Regions from separate parts of the Mus musculus genome. Here region 1 is linked to region 2. Evidence: chromatin contacts called from public promoter capture Hi-C data. All regions are on one chromosome and are shown on one strand. The core of a region is the stretch at or near the end of the contact, and the rest is flanking DNA. Distances in the headings are between cores, read along the strand shown. Region 1 overlaps P4ha2 (procollagen-proline, 2-oxoglutarate 4-dioxygenase (proline 4-hydroxylase), alpha II polypeptide). Region 2 has its middle 14 kb from the start of Slc22a5.

Region 1 (6,091 bases), core at 751-3,250, 220 kb before region 2:
GGCACTATCCACACTACCCCTCAAGCCACTCACCCCACTTGCAGCCCACAAGCACAGGGCAGGCTGCATGTCTCGTCCGATAATCACCTTCCCCACTGCGAAGAAGGTTGTACCAGAATACAGCTGTGCCCTGCGAAAGAGATGAGCTGTCAGAGCACACCCTAAAGATTACTCACAAGGACATGCTCCAAGAACCCCTCACCCTTTGACAGAATGTCCCTCCTTTCCTGTGTTTGGGAGATGGGGCTCTGGGACTCCGAAAACTAAGTTCTTAAAAAGTACCTATCCTTCAAATGGAAGGAAGTTTAGAAACTACCTGCCCTGAAGGGTCTTCCTTACCATCCCTTCTCCCTGGGTAGAAGTTCAGGGTGCAGGTGGGAAGGAATTAAGGTACATCACATTGACAGTCAATAGCACTGGGGGACAGGGACAAGGTCTGAGGCCTGCATCAACGTGTGACCCTGAAGAGTCACACTTACCTTCTTGGGCCAAATAGCAGCTCCCAAGTCAGGAAAGACGGTGGCACCACCAGCTTCGACATCGCTCATCTGGGAACATAAGGCAAAGAGCTTGGTCCCTCTGGTCAAGGATGGCAGGCGACCCTGAGGGGCTCTGCCTGGAGGCTCTGCTCTATGGCTATCCTCAGCCAAGAGAGACTTCCCACACACCACAAAATCTGTGGGGTTCATCAGGACAGTCTCTATGGTTGGATGTCCAAGAGCTAAAGGCCCCAGAAGCCCCACAGTCAGGCTGTCCTTGAATGGGAACAATCCAAGCCTATTTTAAAAATGACTATCTTCGTCTAGAGAGACATCTCAGTGGTTAAGAGCATTTGCTGCATATGTAACAGAAGATGGCCTAGTCGGCCATCACTGGGAAGAGAGGCCCCTTGGCCTTGCAAACTTTATATGCCCCAGTACAGGGGAACACCATGGCCAAGAAGTGGGAGTGGGTGGGTAGGGGAGCAGGGTGGGAGGAGGGTATAGGGGACTTTCGGGATAGCATTTGAAATATAAATGAAGAAAATACCTAATAAAGTTGGAAAAGAAAAAAAAAAACAGCGTTTGCTGCTATTACACATAACCCAATGTAAGAGCACTTGTGGAGGCTCACAACCATCCGTAACTCCAATACCAAGGGATCTGATGTCCTCTTCTGGCCTGTGGGCACCATGCATGCACGTGGTACATGCAATATATATACATACATATATATATACACACATACATACACACACATATGCAGGCAAATACTCATACGATATAAATACATCTGAAAAAGAAAGAAACTAAGGAAGGAAGGGAGGGAGGGGAGGGAGGGAGAGAGAGAAAAAGAAAGAGAGAGAAAGAGAGAGGGAAAAGAGAGAGAAGAAAGAAAGAAAGAAAGAAAGAAAGAAAGAAAGAAAGAAAGAAAGAAAGAAAGGGAGGAAGGAAGAAAGAAAGAAAGAGAGAGAAAAGAGAGAGAGGAGAGGGAGGGAGGCAGAGAGAGAGAGGGGGGGGGAAGGAAGGAAGGAAGGAAGGAAGGAAGGAAGGAAGGGAGAAAGAGAGAATAAATGCCCACCTTGACTCCATCTTGAACCCTCACCCAGCCGTGCCTTGCTTACGCCACTGTGCTTAGCCACTGCTCTGGGCAGGAGCTCCCCATGGCTCCCAACCTCAGGAGCATCCCTTTCCCTGTGTGGCTGTTTTCCTGGCTCTCGCTGCTCTCATCAGACTTTCACCTTCCCAGAATGCCACTCTGCCTCTCCTATGGTACTAAATTACACTTTTACTTGAAGTGGGTTTTGTTTTGTTTTATCTTGCTTTTGGTTTGTTTTAGTTTTCTGTTTTGTTTGGTTATACTATAATAAAATATGGCCTGTAAGGTAACAAAAATTAGTGCTAAGAAAAAAAAGAGGGAAACCCCTAGAGCTAAAAATTCCCCAGTATGGCGCACACCAGTCTGACAGAAGAGGCAGGCACTCAGCAGGCTCACGATAAGAAAGATGACAACACCCAGTGGCTTCCCCAGTGCTAGGGTTCCAATCCAGAGAGTCTCCAAGTCAGTCTCCCCTGCCTCTCTCTCCAGACACACTAACCTTTGTCCATTTCCCAACATCTCAGACATTTTCTCTTCCAGGCCCCCACACTCTCCTCTTTGCCATAAAAAAAAAAGTTCCACAAATTTCCATTTGACTTTCAAGTCATAACTGACATGTTATTTCCTAAATGAGGCCTTTACTAAACCCCATGCCTGGGCAAATTCGTCAGTGTTTGTCTCCATGGGAACCAAGTAACACTCTCTCCCATGCTTCTATCGAGTCTCCCAAGTCGGATCGCAGATGTTGCAGTGGAGACCACATAGGACCTTGTCAGCAGTGTGTGTGCAGGGCAGACCTCCAGCACATAATTAAAACGTAAAGAGGAATAAGCAAGCTTCCTTTCTAAGCCCCTTGACTCGGCTTCCTTAGACTGAGCTGCTCCAGCGGGGAAAGGGAAGCAGAAGCCTACAGATGGGCGGGGTAGCAGGAGGGAAAATGGCCAACCACACTAGCAAACAGAGGCCGTTATCTTTTAAAAGCCCCTCCCTGCTTCCCGTGCACTTTGCCACCAAGACAGAGCCTACCAGGGCTCTCATCCCCAAAGCTCAGAGTAGAACTGTGTCCACCAAAGGGAAGCAGAAGCAGCCACCACACAGACATCTGTTTAGGAGAGCGGACTTGGCATCAGGCAGTGAAAAGCACAGAGGGTTCCAGGCGTCCCCTTTGATGCGGTTCATGTGGGCTCAGAAAGCAGGATGGGGGTGGGTAAGGGACTCTGGAAGTACTCTTTAATAGAAACAGAGTTTCCATTTTACGAGGTGAGAAGAGCTAGGGTAACAGATGGTAAATGGTCCACATTAGGGATGGATTTAATAAATGTCACCAGAACACACCAGAAAATTGTTACGATGGTAATTTTTATGTTATGTATATTTTTACCACAGCTAAAAATAATAATGATGTTGGGGGGTGGGGAGCCAGGGAGTAGCAGAGAGACAAGCACACCGGTGAGGACAAAAGCCAACCCTCTCTACTCTAGGCAAGAAGGGCACCGAGGATCCACTAATTAGCAGCTGATGCCATGAGCCCTGATGGGGGTGGGATACGGAGCCCGGTGGCCCCAGGGTCTCCACGGGGCCCATCAGATACGTGCATCATACTCACGTAGTTTAGAAACGTGGCCACACGGTTCCCAGTCCCTAAACGCTTGAAAGCATCTTGCTCATCGCTCTATAAAATTAAGTGAGAGTGAACAAAACCGCCCAGCCCAGTACTTACATAGTTAAGAAACGTCGCTAACCTATTGCCCTCCGTTTTGAGGCCGCTGTCAAAGGGTCGCTGCAACAGACAACAACTTTTATCCAAGTTTCCAACTAACTTGCCCGCCACCCAAAGGACTGGGACCAAAAGGGTCAGGGGAAGGTGGCAAGTTTGCCTTCCCTTGAGAAACCAAGAATGGGACAAGGTAATACAGGGAACCCCACTCAGAATACAACAATGGGGACCAGGGAGAGGCAAGAAAACCCTTTACAGGGACCTAGAGAAGTCCTTGACTTTATTATCAAGCCAAAGCACCCACACATCAATTGGATGCAACCAGGCTCCACTGGGCTCTGCAGGTGCTTTGCCAGCAGCACAGAATTTCCCCTTTCACTAGGTAGGTGGAGGAGGGATGCCGTGGGAGCTGAAATGTTTCTAGAAGCTCCAACCTTCTCAAACCAGCCAGAGAGGAGCCCTCCAAAGACGATCGGAGCCTTACCCTTGAGAAGTCAAAGTGTGGTTCGTACTGTCCCCCCATTCCGTAGTTTGCGACCTGGAGAGGGATTACAGCGTTGCATTTGCCATCAGTCTGAACAGCCCCGCGGCAGCCCGACTCCCCAGGGATGCCATCTCCCTAGGCCTGAGCACAACCCCCAAGCTTTGTGTGTGCATGTGTGTTCTTTATGTATGTGGTGTATGGATATGGTGGTGTGTGCATGCAGGGGCCAAAGAAGGATGTCGTGTGTTCACTCTATCATGCTCCACCTTATTCCCTTGAGACAATGAACCTGAAGGTAAGCTGACATCCAGCAAGCCTCCTGTCCGTGTTCTCTCCACAGCAGCTGGGGTGACAGTAAAATGCATAGCCACACTCAGTTTTTTGTCTGGATGCTGCAAATATGAAGTCAAGGCTCATACGAGCAGACATTTGTTCCCCTGTTGGTGGTACTGTGTGGGGAGGCTGGAATCTGGAACCTGGCTAGCCTAAGGGGGTCATGAAGATTATATCTTCTGTTGGTTCTGGCCAGGCCTCTGGTTTCTGAATCAGCAAGATGTGAACAAGCTCTGTTGCAAGCTCCCGCTGCTAAGCCTCCCCATGGTGGACTGAGACTGTGAGCCGAAGCGGATCTCCCCTCTGTCAGTTGGCTTCTGTCAGGTCCTTTCATTAGGAACATAACTAATGCAGAGGGTGAGCCTTCTCTCGCAGCCTAAGCACTTTGGGAAAACACCTCGCCCAACAGAAGTCCTCCAGCCCCAGGGACCAACCCACCTGCAATAGCTCTGCAGTCTTCACCGTTAGCCCGGTGATATGTTGCATCCGCCGGTTGACCCGGGCCACAACAGGGTCGTCATCCTCCTCTAGCCAGGAGCTGGGCAAAAGAAAAGAGCAAAGATGAAAGGCATGGACAGGCTTAGATGATGTCCTCTGAGCCCAGTCAAGGCCAGCACTCACGGGCAACAGGCTAAATGCTACGGAGAGCGAGGCAGAGCAGCAGGCTGGATAAGGTGGCATTGGCATGCTCTTGCATCCTATGGGAAGCTCCAGGGTTGGGCTTGACCAGCTACCCCACCCCATCCCACCACTCACCTTTTGGAAACTCTGTAGCTGGCAACAGTGAGGACACCTGTCTTGGGGTCACGCACAGTGGCTCGTGCAAGCTGAAAGGGAGAAAGAGAGGAATCCTTCTTGGTGTTGGTGTTTTCCCAGAGAACACGGAGGGCACACAGTAGGGCGACGGCTGCAGAGACTGACTCTAGCCAAGGTCCCATGATGCTATAGTCTAGTCTCCACTTTCCTCTGTGCTCAGAGGCCTGGCACACCCTCCTTGCTCACTACCCCCACCCCCACCCCCACCCCCACCACCTATCAGGTCTATGCTGCCGGCACTGTTGTGCTTATGAACTCTGCTTGGTTCATGCATTTATATTCCCTGAACAAGGCCTTCCTTGACAGGCCCACACAATAGTCTGGGCTTTGATGATTCCACAACACTCAGACTCAACCTGAGGCTTCTCTTGACTTGGTCAAGTTTTCCCACCCTTCTGCCAAGAAGCTATCCAAATACTGTCTGCTGTGCCTCCTGCCTTGCTGGGCTCCCACTACTCAGCAAGGAGACAGTTTCCAGTCTCTTGGGGCCCTCCTAGAGTCAACAAAGTAAACAGCAGGAATCTGAAGTATGTGGGTGCAGAAGCCACCCATTATGGGCAAACCATACATACACACATGTGCACACGTACACACAAACACACATACACACACCCTTTACCCTAGTTCCCAGTCTCCGTATAAAGGCTTAGCAAGTACTGCCAGCAGGGATAGACGTGTCTACAGCAGGATACAGATACCTTATCTGTGGTGTGGACTGTCCTAGTGGGCTCAGATGATGTGGGCCTGGTAAGGAAGACATGTCCAGACAGAAGTACAGATGAGCCAAACAGAATATTGCTGACTCTTGCTTTTAATAACTATTTGATTGGTACCTACTGTGTGCCAGGTGCTAAGCTGGGTGACCGAGACATGACGTCTGCCATCATATAACTTGGTCAAGTGGAGACAGTAGAAAACCGGTCAGGTAATTGTAGCATACTACTAAAAGCTCACGGGTGAGCTGTAATGTCCCGTGGGAGAGCAGCCAAAGGATTGCAGTGGATGGGTACGGTGGAGAGCCAGGCTGATCCAAGTCATTATTCTCTGAGGCTCTCATGTGTGGAAGGAATGTCTGAGTCTTGGTGGGCTTAGTAATGGCCTGGGACCCTGGCCTTGGGGAGCTGAAGCTTTGGATCCTAAAACCAAACCCTTCCCACCCTAGG
Region 2 (6,319 bases), core at 3,581-6,080:
CCCGCTGGCTTCACCTCACTGTGGACTTTGTTTTCCTTCCATGCAAGTTTATTCTGCCCCCAAACCTCAATTGGCTTCTAAAATAAGTCCAAGACAATTCAGCCGACTTGAAACTCACTTCCAACCCAGGCTGCTGAATTAAAGTGTGGATGAGAAGGTAGGTAGCTGACAGGGACTGGGGAAAGAGAGAGAGAGAAGCTCAGGCATGACTGGAAATGTCAGCCTGTGCAGATGTCACGGTACAAAGTTGTGGGACTTTCTCTACTGACCTAGCGTAGGAGTGACGTACAAATGACCGGACTTGGGACTTTGAAGTTCAGATAAGCAGAATGATAATAAATTGGAGGAACCAAGATATATTGACACAAAGGACTGTGGGATATAGATTGAAGAGGAAAGGAAGTGGCACATGATTTCTGTTGGGTCTAGAATGCTATGTTTATGAGTGCGTACGCGATCACCTGTGTGGTGTGTGTGTGTGTGTGTGTGTGTGTGTGTGTGTGTGTGTGTAGGTACATGTGTGTGCCCCGTCTGTGGAGGTCAGAGATCAACACTGAATGCGTTCTCAGTTGTTCATCAGTGTTTGTTTGTTTGTTTGTTTGTTTGTTTATATTTTGGTTTTTCAAGACAGAGATTCTCTGAGTAACAGCCCTCGCTGTCATGGAACTTTGTAGACCACGCTGGCCTTAAACTCACAGAGATCTGCCTGCCTTTCCCTCCCAAGTGCTAGGATTAAAGGCGTGCACCACCCTGCCCAGCCCACCTTATTTTTTTTTCATATCATATTTGATGGGTATTTGCAGGTGTCGGGCAGAGACACAACCTGTGGAGATGAGAATGAAAACCTGGTGCAGACTGACTTCATCAACCTGGATGAATACGATGGGAAGTCCAATATCAGACAGTTTATTTCCAACAAATCTAAGCCCAGTATAATTTAGAGGAGGGTTCCTGGTATAATATGGAATAATATAGGAAACATAGGTACATTGAAGCTCACCCCAGAGTACGTGTCATTTCTTCCAAGAAGCTGGGTTCTAAAGATGGGCAACAGGTCTTTTGGACTATTAGCCACCTCTGATCCTGGTTGTTGGATCTTGGAAAAGCCTCTGGCTATAAGGGTCATTTAAATTACTAGCCACCTCCAATCCTGGCTGGCCCAGCAGGTAACACAGATCACCAGACTCTTAATCACCTCCAATTCTCACCTTTCTGGATGGAGGAAAAGATTTGTTATATCTGTCCGATTGGAAAGACAATCTTGCCTGCTTAACATTCCTGGTTTCTCTGGAGCTCTGTAGGCATAAGAACTTTTGTACAAGGCTTGCAACTTATAGTTTTTATTTATTCATTGGGAAATTTATACATGTGTACATTTTATTTTCCAAATTAACCCCTCGGATCTCCTTCAAGTTTGGATTCCTCACCATTCCCCACCCCAATACTTCATGTCCTCTTTCATCTTTTATATTTATATTTTATTTTATAACCCACTGAGTTCAATCAGTGCTGCCCACATAAGCATGGGTGTGAGGCCAGCCACTGGAACAGAGTCAACTTACAAGGGACCACACCCCTAAAAGGATGACTGTTTCCACCCGCAGCTAGCAGCCCTCAGTAGCTGCTCAGCTAGGTCCACTTGAAGCTGACTGACTTGAACTAGACTAACTGGCCGGCAAGCCCTAGACATCCTCCTGTCTCTACCTTTCTGTCACTGAAATTACAGACAAGAGTGACGTATCTGCATCCAGCTTTTGAAAAAGTTTGAATGCTAAGGACAGATCTCACATCCTCATGCCTGCACAATACTAACTTTACCAAGCCTGCCACCTTCCTAGCCCCTCATTGGCCTTCTTTGTCTTTGTTGGAGTTATGAACTTGATGCCTAGTGCTCAGCAGTGTCTGACAGTCCCATCAAGAGACATGTGATGTCCCTCCACTGAAGGTTGTAATTCATCCTCTGCTTCATAGTGAGGTCCAGACTAGCATGAGCTACAAAAGACCCAGCCAAAGAAGAAGAAGGAGAGGGGGTTGGGGGGAGGGGGAGAATGTTCCTTTTCCCTGTGTTTTGTTTTACGCAGGCTTTCGGGGTGGTGTCTGTCCACGCAGGCAAGAGTGGGTCTTCTTGCTCAACAAACTGACTCAAGTGCTTTCTAGTTTCTACTTACTTCTAGAACAAACCCTCTCAGAAACACCAAAACACAATGCTCTGCCCACTATCTGGACATCCGTACCAGTGAAGTCAACATATAAAATCGATTTCATACAGAGCAGAGTTCTAATTTGGACCTGCAGCGTACTACCATATACTAACCACAGCAACAGAATGGAATGGATACTACACTTCTCTTCTGCTTCTCTGCGAAGTGCTCACCTTCGGTCCCACTCCTCAGGAGGCAGAGGCAGGCAGACCTCTGTGAGTCTGAGGGCTATCCATTGTATAAAGAGCCCCAGGCCAACCAGGGCTATATAGAGAAAGCCTGAAGCAAACAAACGAATATCTGCAGAATCAGGACCTGAGAGGATGGATCAGAGATGAGCCACTCTCCCAGAAGACACAAGTTCAGTTCCTAGCACCCACGTCAAGTGGCTCACAACTGCCTGTTGCTCCAGGTCTAGGAAATCTGATACCTCTGCCTTCCTAGGACACTTGAACCCATGAGCACATAGCTACACACAGACACAAATATACACTTCATTAAAAAATAAAATCTCTTTTAAAAACCACCAGAAAATAACCCTAGAGATATGAGTGTGAGGAATTGGAACTTTTGAAGTTGCTCATGAGAGTGTCAATATGTACACATACCTACATATGTACACACAATTGGTGGATGGAGCAAACTCCAACATATACCAGACAAGCTTCACATATATACATACATACATATGTATAGTTGATGGGTGAAAGGAATAGTGTTCTAACCTCCCATTCACATAAACCTTACACATATACATACATACACATAGTGGATGGATGGATGGATGGATGGATGGATGGATGGATGGAATGCTCCAACCCCAAAACTTTATTCTTTCTTCCATACCTTATATATCCCAGCAAAATCTTTTAAGCAGTACAAAATTACAATGTGATTGCATTCTAGTTTTCTTCTAGTGAATGACTATGAAAAAAACGGATGTTCCTCAATACCTTTACAAGAAATAACATTACGTAGTACAGGTAAAGAAAATAAATTATTCCCAAGAACCCACATGTATTCTTGGGAGCAGAGGCAGGCAGATTTCTGAGTTCAAGGCCAACCTGGTCTACAGAGTGAGTTCCAGACCAGCCAGGGCTACACAGAGAAACCCTGTCTCAGAAAAAAAAGAGAAGAAAAGAAAAAAGACAAGACAAGACAAGACAAGACAAGAAAAAGAGGAGTGTGAAGGCAGCAAGCAGAGTAAAACTCCCTAACATGAAGTCTTCAGGACACGTGGTCCTTGGGGCCATGCCACACAGAGGCTCACCCATGTGGCTTTGATAACCAGTGGGCCACATTCCATGAGTTCTAAAGCCATATATCATTTCTCCTTCGTGGCCCTTGCAATGTGTCAGTCATTTGTTCCAGAGGATTTTTTGTTGTTGTTGATTATAAGGGATGACTACTTGCTGCTGACATTGGGGCATTGTTGTTGGGGACCCAAGAAAGCTGGGATGCTAGCCAAGGCCAGGAAGAGCAAGCCTTCAAGAAGAGACTTCCCCGGTGCCTCTTCTGGTCTGCAGAGGGTCATTGTCCCTGTGCCTGATGTATGTGTGTGCTTCCTTACTCCTGGGAAAGGCCTTTCTTAGCTGTTCTTTCAGTCTTCCCTGTGTACCTGTTGCCCTTGACTTTTTCCTACCTGTAAGTTCTTTAGCTGGGAGAGAAAGTGAACCAGACCAAGACCCCTAGACAGTAACAGCACTAGCCTAGCCATGCCACCATTTTACACACACACACATCTACACATATCTGTGTTTGTATTTGATAGTGAGGATCAAACCCAGGGCCTCATATATCCCAAGTACATACTGTATCACTGAGAGCCCCCAGATATCTTCCATTTCACCCATTTTTCTCTCTATGGATGCCACACAGTTCAGAGCACCAGAAGCTCTTGCCTGTGTTGCTATCATGGCTTCCTAACCAGTAGGCCTGTCTTCCTTCTTGTCAATTGTAATGGTTAACAGTGTAGGGGCATTCTACACTGTTGCCTTTAACATCTGTTAGGGTTTTCTACCCTGCTTCAGACCATTTAGTCCCCAAATAAAAGACACAGAAACCTTTAGATTATAATAAGCTTTAAAGCACTACGCTGTCTTGTCTGCTTCCCCACCACAATCCCCATAAACACTTGCATCTGCCCCATTTGCACCGTTCCTGATTCATCAGACCAGCCCTCGTGGCCACGTGCTCATGATCCACCCCATGGTGGCTGCCTTCTCCTCCCCCTCTCCTCACTCTCTTCTCCCTCGTGGTCCCTACCTGAGCCCCCCAGCCTGTGAACCCTCACTCCAGCTCCCTCTCTTCTGTCCAGCCCAGGCTGTAGACATCTTTATTAACCAATCAGGAGCAACTTGAGAGGCAAAGTTTACACAACAAAAGCTAGCGTACGTGGGAATTCGCTCTTCTTCGGTCAAGCAGACCTTGGGGTACAGAATCTAACATTTGAATACGAAGAAGCACCAGACCAACCTCAACGGTCAGTTTCTCACACCACACACACACACACACACACACACACACACACACACACACACACACACTTTGGACTGACTACAGGCACTCCCAGGTGCTTTTCTTCTCCTGCCAGCATGCGTGACCTCTGCCCCAGGCCTGCTCGATTTGATTGCTGTGTCCCTGCCACGCCTCCCTTCCGTGACCCAAACATTCCAGACACTTCCTCTACCGTACACTCAGTTCTCATGCTGTTCTTTTGCTCGGCACATTCCTTCGGGTCTTTGCAGGAGCCGTTCCTTTTCTTCCTTGTCGCTCAGCTGGAGACAACACCTTCTAGAACAGTTGTACCCCTCACCATTCACTGTAAAGGCAGACGCTTCCTTCATCAGCCTCCTGTCTTGCTCATTCTTGACACTGGACTCTGTGTGAAATCTCTGCTTACTCTTATTGTAAGCGTAAGTGTATTGTATGCCTCCTACCTGGCAACTCCAATGTGAGTGTCCAGAGAATAAATATCACATTTCTCAATCAATTCCCAGAGACCATGAGTGCCCTGCAGTAGCCTATTCAGACCTTGTCATTGCCAGGAATCAAATTACGTGAGTGACTCAGTGTTCCTGCTGTGTCTGTCCCACATAGGCACCAAACTTTGGGGAGACTCATCTTTCTTTTATGCGTTTATTTGTCTTTGTCTTGTTTTGTTTTCGTGTATGAGAAAGGACCCCAGTATAAGTCAGGGAGGGAGGAAGACAACATATGCTCACCCTTTAGTGCAGAGAGATGGGAGGATAAGAGGGTAACCCTCATAAGGAGGAGCAGGGGATGTCATTTAAGGCTTAAATCATCTCTGAAAAATGCTGGAGGAGTCTCAGAGGAAAGCAGAAGCAGCCTTTTCATTGAGGTCTTCTCCACTTACGTGTCCAGAAGCAGGGACCACAGCCATTCTACTTCTCCCTCGGGGTCACCCTCTTCCTTGTACAGATAAGAGTGCTGCAAAGCTCGAAAGGCAGAGATCCACTTATGTGGGTTAAAAGTCAGCATTTCCAGGAGCGGCTGAGCTCCAGTCCTCCATCTCCGGCACCACTGACTGCGCCAGCTAAGGCCCTCTAAGGGAAAAGGTTCCCCTGGACAGGACTACCTCAGGAGGCCACTCGTCTTCCGGAGGCAACTCAATTTGATCAAAGATTTTGCCCAACTGGTCTGCTCCAGAGTTTGCACAGAAGAGAGGCTTTCCACAAAACACTTCTTCAAAGATACAGCCAGTGCTCCATGCTTACACAATTGTTGCTTTTCTGGCTTCAGGTCTCTGTGAATCACTCTATTGGCTTGAAGAAAATCTAGCCCTTTTCCCTTTCTGCCCGGTACCACCATGCCATCCAGACTGAGGAAGACCCGGAAGCTCCGGGGTCACGTGAGCCACGGCCAGGACCGCATCGGTAAGCACTGCAAGCACCCAGGAGGCTGCGGGAAGGCTGGATCCATGCATCACCGCAGGATCAACTCTGACAAATATCATCTAGCTTACTTTGGGAAAGTTGGCACTACCACTCAAAGAGGAACCAGAGCTTCTGCCCAACTGTCAACCCGGATAAATTGTGGACCTTGGTCAGCGAGCAGACGCGGGTCAATGCAGCATAAAACAAAACTGGAGCTGCTCC

Evidence for each region. Capture Hi-C pulls out chosen DNA fragments and counts their contacts.
Region 1: a contact with region 2 is called in a promoter capture Hi-C map of adipose tissue. The contact joins two enhancer-like sites. A contact is called at or near these places in 2 of 115 datasets of contacts at active chromatin or transcription factors (embryonic stem cells and pancreatic cancer cells) and 2 of 9 other capture datasets (adipose tissue and liver).

Annotation. Positions count from the first base shown.
Region 1 is chr11:54,123,505-54,129,595 of GRCm38.p6, reverse strand. P4ha2 (procollagen-proline, 2-oxoglutarate 4-dioxygenase (proline 4-hydroxylase), alpha II polypeptide) reads right to left here. Exons shown (of 16, transcript NM_001136076.2): 10 at 4,869-4,939; 11 at 4,551-4,650; 12 at 3,780-3,833; 13 at 3,299-3,358; 14 at 480-548; 15 at 34-130. Among named protein-coding and RNA genes, the nearest start is that of Gm12223, 15 kb to the left of the region's middle. Within about 2 kb of position 2,000, at least 56 of the 459 cell types and tissues checked have an H3K27ac peak or open chromatin away from gene starts, as enhancers often do. A contact at or near this core is called in adipose tissue, where this site is marked.
Region 2 is chr11:53,902,867-53,909,185 of GRCm38.p6, reverse strand. No RefSeq gene overlaps it. Among named protein-coding and RNA genes, the nearest start is that of Slc22a5, 14 kb to the right of the region's middle. Within about 2 kb of position 4,830, at least 98 of the 459 cell types and tissues checked have an H3K27ac peak or open chromatin away from gene starts, as enhancers often do. A contact at or near this core is called in adipose tissue, where this site is marked.